Regions from separate parts of the Mus musculus genome. Here region 2 is linked to region 1. Evidence: chromatin contacts called from public promoter capture Hi-C data. All regions are on one chromosome and are shown on one strand. Each heading gives the region's core, a stretch centred on a gene start, on an enhancer-like site or on the middle of the called end of the contact. The rest is flanking DNA. Distances are from core to core; before and after follow the strand shown. Region 1 holds the start of Ccn5 (cellular communication network factor 5). Region 2 overlaps Gdap1l1 (ganglioside-induced differentiation-associated protein 1-like 1).

Region 1 (4,451 bases), core at 31-2,530:
GGTAGAGAGACACAGACTAGGGTTTCCTCCAGACACACCTATGTCTGCCCCAGGCTCCACCATGCAACTCTTCTATTGTTCTTTTTCTTTGCTGTGTGGCTTTGGGCACATTGCTTACCCTCTCTGAGTCTCCTTTGATCAAAACAGGACAATTTGTTATAAGACTGTTATAAATGTGCAAACGGAACTACTCACAAGCCAATTAAAAGATGCCCAATGTGAACCAAGGGACAAGGACATTTGCCACAGAGATGTCTCCTGCTCTCTCTGACCAGGGCCAGAGGTCACTGACTGCCTGAGGGCTAGCATGTTGTACCCTCATGGACTGTACTTTGCAATCAGACCCCAGCATCAACCTCTGTCCTGGTTCAGAGCTACACAGCACTCACATTTGTTTTAGTTTCTATGACACTGGAGGATCCCACTGTCCTCTTTTAGACACTCATCTAGGTCCAGGACCTATGCTATCTTCTGTGGATGCAGTTCTCCTTAGTGGTCTCCCCAGAAGCTTCATGAACATTGTACCCATTCAACTGAGGCTGAAGCTCAGAAAGGGTAGGACACTTGTCTGAGGTCACACAGCCGAACTTGCATGCCCAGAGAGGGAAGCAAGCCTGGGCACAGAGACCAGACTGTATCCAGTATAGGGTCTTTCCAAGAGTTCTAAGTTGTGACCATATATCTGTCCCACCACCCAGAATTCTGCTGTCATTCAAGACCAGGATGCCTTACCATTGAGAGAATGCAGAGGAAGGAAATGGCCAGAAGATGGATCAGTGGGTTGCCCCTCATGTCACCGTGTCCCTTGTGGAGCCAGCTTCAAACCTGGGAAGCAAGACCCGAGTCTTTTTTTATGTTCTGGAGGGAATGAGGTTCCTTCTAGGTGCATACAGAGAAAGAGAAAACGACAGACAGACAGACAGACAGACACACACACACACACACACACACACATTTATAGTCCTTACACCGGTTTCCATAGTCCCAGGAATAAGCCCAGTTACCTGAGGCCGAGGAGGCCACCAAGAAGGTGTCTGACAGTGTGTGAAGCCCAAGCCACCGCAAGTGCCAAGAGTTTAGGACAGGAGCCTGACAGGAGCCTCTCAGCTCCTCAGTTCCCAGCAAGAAAGACCTCCATCCCAAGCTACTGCCACAGCAGCTGCAGCCTCGCCAAGGCCCCTGTCCCAGCCCGGGGTCCTCTGGAGATCAGGAGCGTCTGTCAAATGCTCTGCAGATCTGACCCACGGTGTCCTGAGCCCTGAAGCTCAAGCTCTGGGCAGCCCAGACCCAGCCTGTGGTTTCTGGCAGGGAGACTGGCAGCCACCCAGAGGTGGGTGTGACCCAGAGCAGAGCTTCCCTGGCAGCCTGTCTGCTCTTGGCAACCAAGAGCCTCCCTATCCTCCTGGGCTCTGAAGGTGGCCTAGGGTGGCCAAGCCTAAGCAGACTGAGCCTACTGTGTGCTGGCACTTGCTGGTCTCTGCTGATCTGACTGAGCAAAATTGTCTTTGTTGGATTCTACCAGCTCTGAGGGGTTCTGCAGACCTGGAGACACAGCACAGACCTGGGGACCAGAGCCTGGGGCATGGGGTAGTAATGAAAAGTGTAAGGACCCCCTCCCTTGTTCAGACAAAGAGTGAGATACAACTTCTGAGGGAGATGCCAATTCTGAAAGCTAACAAGGCTCTGCGGTAGAATGTTCCAGAGGGAACAGCATGATCAAATGTCTGGAGGAGGGACCTAACATAGTAGCCTGGCATACTCAGTACAGAAGGTATCTAGTGGGCATGTGGCTTCCTGGGCACTGGACTGGGCAGGAATACGCAGAGAATAAAACACAGGATTCACATCACCAACTGTATCCATTGGGTACAGGGGATGTCCCTAAGGTCCTATCAACGAGTGTTGGGTAGAAGGACATGGGATTTAAAGATCAGGGTGTAGGGCTGGAGAGATGGCTCAGTGGTTAAGAGCACTGACTGCTCTTCCAGAGATCCCGAGTTCAATTCCTAGCAACCACATGGTGGCTCACAACCATCTGTAATGGAATCCGATGCCCTCTTCTGGTGTGTCTGAAGACTGCAACAGTGTACCCATATACATAAAATACTTAAATAAATAAATCTTTTTAAAAAAAATCAGGGTGTAGAGACATCTGCTGTGTTATATGTAGAAGCATCATCTGTCAATAAAAGGCTGATTGGCCAATGAGCTGAGGCAGGAAATAGAAGGCGGGACATCTTGGGGGGGGGGCGGTTGATTCTGGGATAAAGTCAGAAACAGGGTCTTAGGTGCTTAGAGAAGGCTGTGGCTCCCAACACCTCCACCAGTTACAGTGCAACACACCCATGAGCCCAGATCACAGGGGGCTAGCCTGGGCTACAAAGCAAGCCCCTATCTCAAAAGAAAACAAACCTGGAGGCTATATGCTCCCTCCGAGTCACATACAGACTCTGCCTACCACTGTGGGTAGAAGACAAATATCTAGCAAATAAGTCTATATGACCTGAGGGCCTGAGGGAGAAATGGCATGGCCACCTTGGGTCCTTGCTGTCTGTAGTTCCCTGCTTGATCCTTTCTATGTTTATCGAGACTAGACTATGCCACACGCAGGCATGACACCAGCGAGACTGGAAAGGCAGACCGCAGTCATTTGGTTAGGTAGCGTGGGCAGAGGTACGGCACACAGGACCTGAATCAGGCAGGTGTGGAGTGAGACGCCGCTGAGTTTTGGGGCTGGCACGCTGAAGTGGTGAATGGACGGCTGTTGGTACGCAGTCAACTCTGAGCCAGACTTGACACCCTGTCTTGGGTGCTCACCCGCTCCATGGCCGCACGGAAACTCTCTCAGACAGACCTACACAACGTCCACACTGATAATTGTCTATCTCCTGCCACTATCTCCAAGACCTGAGTTTGTGTAAGACAGTGATGTGCTCAGCTTGGCAGCCAGGCAAGGCTATGTGGCTAGCTTCCTGTTGTGAGTTACGCAAAAGCATTGGGTGCAAATTCTGAGACTGGTCCCTAAAGGGAAGGCCTTTCTTTTTGTCACTCTGACACTCCTTTCTTCCTCTGCTTCTGGTCAAAGGTGGGATAGTGATGTTCGTGGCTGCCTTGTACCATGGAGGTACCTTGAAGACAGGTCTCATATACAGAGGGAGGCATAAAAGAAGGAGATTGGAGCCAGGCAAGGGCAAGCATGCATGTCATCCCTGTATCTTTAAGGCTGAGGCAGGAGGATAATGAGTTTAAGTTTAGCTTGAGTTATATAGAAAGACCCTGACTCATAGACAAAAAGGAGAGGATGTATCCCTTATGGTGCCTAGAGCTACATATGTGTCCTGGATACTCCTTATAGATTTAATGTACATAATTAAGGGGGCAATAATATGTCCATATATATACATATGTATTAATATGTAACCAGTGTCTTTAATATGTATATATGTATATAGTCCCATAGACCCTCCTATTTGAGCTGACATGAGTTTGAGTATTCCTGGTTAGTTACTGTTGATGTAAAAACACCATTTTGTTGTTGGTGGTGGTGGTGGTGTCTGCATACCTGGAAGCCATGCTCAGTCCCACTCATTGCTATTCCATACTCCATCCCTGCCTGTTGATTTGTCTAACCTTGTCTCTCTCCTGCTAGAATGGCATCTTTACTGGCCTTGCTGTCTGGCTCCAGGCCTCAGACCACAGCAGCAGTGTCTGCTCTTCTCGCCTTTTCCGGGTCCTTCAGAACATACATAGATGCAGCTTTTGGTTATGAAAAGCTCTGTGAGATTAAAGTTCTTCTTTTCCCTGAAGACCGAGGACCTCATCCAAGAGCCGAGTCTGCTCCAGGCGTCATGAACACTGGGCTATTTTCCTCCCTTGATCCTCTGAGGCAAATATGCTGGCGAGTTCTCTGTGGTTGGTGTTTTCTCTGGGATAAACTTCCTGATAGCGAGGGAATGTGATTATTTTAACCTTGCTGGATTCAGCCAGTATTTTATTTAGTGTCTCCATCTGTTCATAAATGAAATGGGCCTGTAACGTTCTTTCATGGGCTGCCTTATCTAGCTTTTGTAACGGCGGACATTTATCAAATAGCTCACTTGACAGGTTCCCCTCTCTTTCCCCGTCTCCCTTGTAACCTGTACAACATAGGGACTGTCTCCTGCAGTTCAGCAGGGATTTACCATCAGAGCCCTGGAGCTGCTGAGTTGAGGCTGGGAAGGTCTTGACTGCCATCAGATCTGGAAATATAATGCTTCAACTTCAATTCTCCACTAGTCCTTGGGCCGATCTTTTGGCATGTCAGTGTTTGCGTGTCTGTGTGCATGAGAGCAGACTTGCACACCAGGGGGTACAGGTGAGGAGGCCGCAGGTCAAGGTTGAGTTTCCTCCTCTGTGGCTCTCCACCTTTTTTTTGAGACAGGATCTCTCTCTGAACATACAGTTGATGCTTC
Region 2 (4,143 bases), core at 446-2,945, 370 kb after region 1:
CTGCCAGTCCATCTGATTAGCTTTCTCTTCAGAATACACACACACACACACTCTAGTGTCTCCTCTTGCACCATCCCAACCTGAACTACCACTCTCTCCTCCCCAAGTGATCACAGTGTTTCTTAAATGGTTCCCTTGACTCCGCTTCTGCCTCCTTATCTACTATCAGCACAGCAGCACACAGAGGGATCCTGTTAAGGTCTAAGTGGGACCTGTCAAACCGATGCTTCACTGACAGAGCAAAGCCCTGTGGTCTTACCTGTGTGCTGCCCCCACTTCTTTCCAGGCCCAAGAGTCTGCTTCCCTCTTGAGTCTTATCCACCACACCTTGCGGAGCCTCATGCCAAGTCCGATCTCACCTCAGCGCCCTGCATTGGCAATCTCCTGTGCCTGAAGCAGTATTCTCCTACAGAGGTGACTGGCTCAATCTACCTCCTCCGTAGGTGTTTGCCATCTTTTCAAGGGGCTTCATAGACTATCAATCTCAAATTGAAGGAGCTGAGGCATAGCTCCATCGGTAGCATGCACTAGGCCCTGGGCTTGAACCCTTGCCCTGGATAAACCTGGGCATGGCAGAACATGTCTTGTAATCCCAACCTTTGAGAGATTGAAGTGGGGGGAATCAGAAGCTTACAGTCAATCTTCACTGCAAGGTGAGCTCAGAACGACCGTGGGCTATCAGCTGATGGGGCAGACTGTCACAGAGGGGACACCAGGCTAGCGTTGCTGCAAAGGTGTGGGGCGGGAGAGAAGCTGGAATGACAGGGTCTGAGACCTACCCTGCAGCAGCAGTAAGAGCCCAAAGATGTCCCCTTTCAGGGTCAGGTGAGACTGTGAATGCTAACAGTCACCATACTGTCCTCTTCACCCACAGAGTAAACGCATGCCACATGCTACCATCCCGAGTACTCCGAAAGTCTCAATGATTCTGTCATTCTCTTCACTCTGTGTATGGGAGACCCAGGTCCCAGTACAGGGCGGGACTTGTCAAGGCCACTGCAGTCCTAGAACTTAAGTCTGCCTGACTCCGCAGCTCCTGATCCTAACCAGCTGGCAAGGCTCTGGGATCTGTCTCTGGGAGAAAGAGGCTGGGGATTGACAGAGTGGGTAGGGCAAGCAGGTGGGCTGACCCCTTCACCGCTGTATGGCACCTACCCTCATTCTCCAGTTTCCTCTTCTCCAGCTCCGCCTCAATCTGGTCCAGCACCATAGCCAGCTCCCCGAGGATCTTCTTCAGGTAGCTCACGTCATCGTGCTCCAGGATCTTGGCCTACGGGCAGGACAGGCAGGAGAGGTGCTCCAGCGTGAGCTGGTCTCATGAGAGCCATGATATGCAGAGATGATGGAGGAGCTCTGCCTAACACCCTCACACACACACACACACACACACATGCATGCACACACACACACACACACACACACACACATGCATGCACACACACACACACATGCATGCACACACACACACACACACACACACACACACACACACACACACACAAAACTCTGCCTTCAAATACCCCCTCCTGTATGTGACACGGCTCACCACTGAATGTACCCTTGTCCAGGACTGAGCCAGTCCAGTGAGCTCGGCCACCTTGCCCACATTCCCTGGCATAGGACTGGAGCAACGGTACCACTGTGCTAAGTGCACTGATGTTCTTCTCCCAGAGAATGGCTCTCTGCCAATTCTGCTCAGAAGCACATGGAAGATGATCCCCACCCCCACATGCAGTCTGTAGCCAATGGCTGACTGATACAGGGTATTGAAGCCTGGCCAGCTCTACGGTGCCTTTCATATTCCAGAGCTTTTTGCAGGGTCAGAGGAGGCTCGGCCACATCCTCTTCCCTACCTCTCCCATATCCTTGGAACAATCTCTCCATACTGTCTGATGCAAGAATGTGTTTCCAGGGGCAACATAAGAAACCAGAGGCTGGTGTAGCAGTGATTTTCCATGGCCAAATAGCCAGGATATGGTAGAGGAGACATGATTGGAGGAGCCAACCTGTACTTTTTCCAGGTCAAAGCATCTTCTGACCTTCCATTTAGAATCATTTGCACCTGGTTGTCCCTGTCTGGGGGGCGGGGCATAAGCAGGGCACTCACCATAAGCTTCTTTTGTTTAGAAAGGTAGGGCTCAGAGAGCTGTGGTTCCTCCTCGTGGTCCAGTTTCATGAGGTCTGTGGTGGCGTTGGCTAAATGTCCTGGGAAAGAATAGGAAAGGTCCTGTCTCCCTGCTCTCTAGGGCTTCTCCTTCCCACAGGACCGGGAGAAAGTCACCTGCCTGGGGCACAAGGGGCCAGTAAACCTTGCTGAAGGGGAGACTGTAGCCTTGAAGAGGAGGAGGAGGAGAAGGAGGAGGAGGAGGAGGGGAAGATGATGCTGGAAATGTGTAGAACCTGAAACCCAGAGCTCTTCGCCTTTCCAGAGTCTCCTCCGACAGATGAAGCCAGCCCAGCCTGGGGTGTCCTCAGAGCCCCTCACCTTAAATAAGGCCCTGAAGGCTCTTCCGCCAGCACTCCCCACAGGACACTCCCCATCGGGACCATCATCACTCAGTGGCCACCTATGATCTCGTATGAGTTTCAGCCCTGGCTGGCTTAGAACTTGCTGTATAGACCAGGCTGGCCTCAAACTTGTGGTGATCCTCCTGCTTCTGTCTCCTACGTGTTACTTCACCCCACTCGCATCCCCCTCTTCCAAAGATCTTCTGTGCACAGCTCTCTGCTTGTCTTCAGGGACCATGGGATCTGTCTCTCAGCTGCCCTACCTCTCATTGAGCTGCCCCAAACCCTGTCCCTACTGGGTACATCTCAGACTCTCAAATAAATTCCCATGCACCAGACCACTCCAAACCCCCTAGCCCACATCTCCTTTTCTGGACTAACCATGTCCTCTGTTCTCCCCACTCCTGCCTTATAATTTATTTAATTTTACAGGGCAGCGGTGGCGCACACCTTTAATCCCAGCACTCAGAAGCAGAGGCAGGTGGATCTCTGTGGGTTCAAGGCCAATTTGATCTACAGAGCAAGTTCTCAGGTGCTCACAGCCTCGCCAGGCCACAGCACCACTCACTTAAATGGCAACCAAGGTCATACTTCCTCTCTCAGGGAAATTCTCTTTGGGAAATACAGAGCTGGCTCCCCCTCCTCCAAGCCTTCCCCTCAATCCACACGAGATGCTGCCACTGTCCCATGTTCCACTCTGCCTCCACTAGACGTCCTTCAGTTCTCCACATCCTGCACCTGTCCTGCACCTGTCCTGCACCTGCCCCACACCTGTCCCTCACCTGTCCTGCACCTGTCCTGCACCTGTCCCGCAGCTGTCCTGCACCTGTCCTGCCCCACAAGTGGATGTATTCCTCTTCTCCTTTCATGAATGTTCCCATTTGTTCTTGGATGTTGCCATAATCCCAGGATTTTGTGACCCTGGGACCTACCTCTGTGTTGTCCTGACTCTGATATTGAAACTAGATTTAAAAAATTTTAACTAATTGGTTTGTGTACAGGTTATACAGACATTGAAACATCCATAATTAAAAATGCAAGCAAAAGCAAAAGAGGTGGGATAAAAATAAGTCTTTGTAGTCAGATGGGGTGACAAGCATGTCTGTAATCCCAGCTCTTGGAGGCAGAAGGATCAGGAGTTCAAGGTCATCCTCGGCTACATAGCGAGTTCAAGACCAGCCTGGGCTACATAAGGCTGTCTCAAAAACGCTGAAATCAAACCAAACCACAGTTACCACTTTATCTTCAGACTCTCAGCTGTGTTCCCTGGAGACCAACACTACTGCAGTTTCTTATACACCTTTCCAGAACCATTCCTTGCATGAAGAGCCTGGGGCATTCTTCAGGACTTGCTAGAGCAGATGGCACACTATGTGTTTGGGTCGCTCCTCTTTTTACACCCATTAGTGTATCTTGAGACTATCCCACGTGACTATTATTTTTTAGCATAACAGCGTCATAAATGAATTTACTCAGTCTCTAACTTGTAGACACCAAGATTGTTTCCAGTGATATTTCTCACTATGTTGTAGTGAATATCCACATCTGCCCCCAACAGGGTTTCTCTGTGTAACAGACTGGCCTGGAACTCACTTCCTCTGACACCTGAGTTTAAAGGCATCTGCTACCATGCCT

The links. Promoter capture Hi-C pulls out the DNA fragments that hold promoters and counts their contacts.
Region 2: a promoter capture Hi-C map of hippocampal neurons shows a contact between it and region 1, with 2.0 times the contacts expected there. The contact joins the enhancer-like site here to the promoter of Ccn5 in region 1. A contact is called at or near these places in 3 of 39 promoter capture datasets (the HPC-7 cell line, cranial neural crest and hippocampal neurons), 1 of 15 datasets of contacts at CTCF or cohesin (large pre-B cells) and 1 of 9 other capture datasets (adipose tissue).

What each region holds. Positions count from the first base shown.
Region 1 is chr2:163,817,663-163,822,113 of GRCm38.p6, reverse strand. It overlaps Ccn5 (cellular communication network factor 5), which reads right to left and starts at 1,280. Exons shown (of 5, transcript NM_016873.2): 1 at 1,005-1,280; 2 at 733-825. The coding sequence starts at 792.
Region 2 is chr2:163,448,628-163,452,770 of GRCm38.p6, reverse strand. It overlaps Gdap1l1 (ganglioside-induced differentiation-associated protein 1-like 1), which reads right to left. Exons shown (of 6, transcript NM_144891.2): 4 at 2,108-2,205; 5 at 1,156-1,270. Among named protein-coding and RNA genes, the nearest start is that of Gm39979, 7.1 kb to the left of the region's middle. Within about 2 kb of position 1,695, at least 22 of the 459 cell types and tissues checked have an H3K27ac peak or open chromatin away from gene starts, as enhancers often do. A contact at or near this core is called in hippocampal neurons, where this site is marked.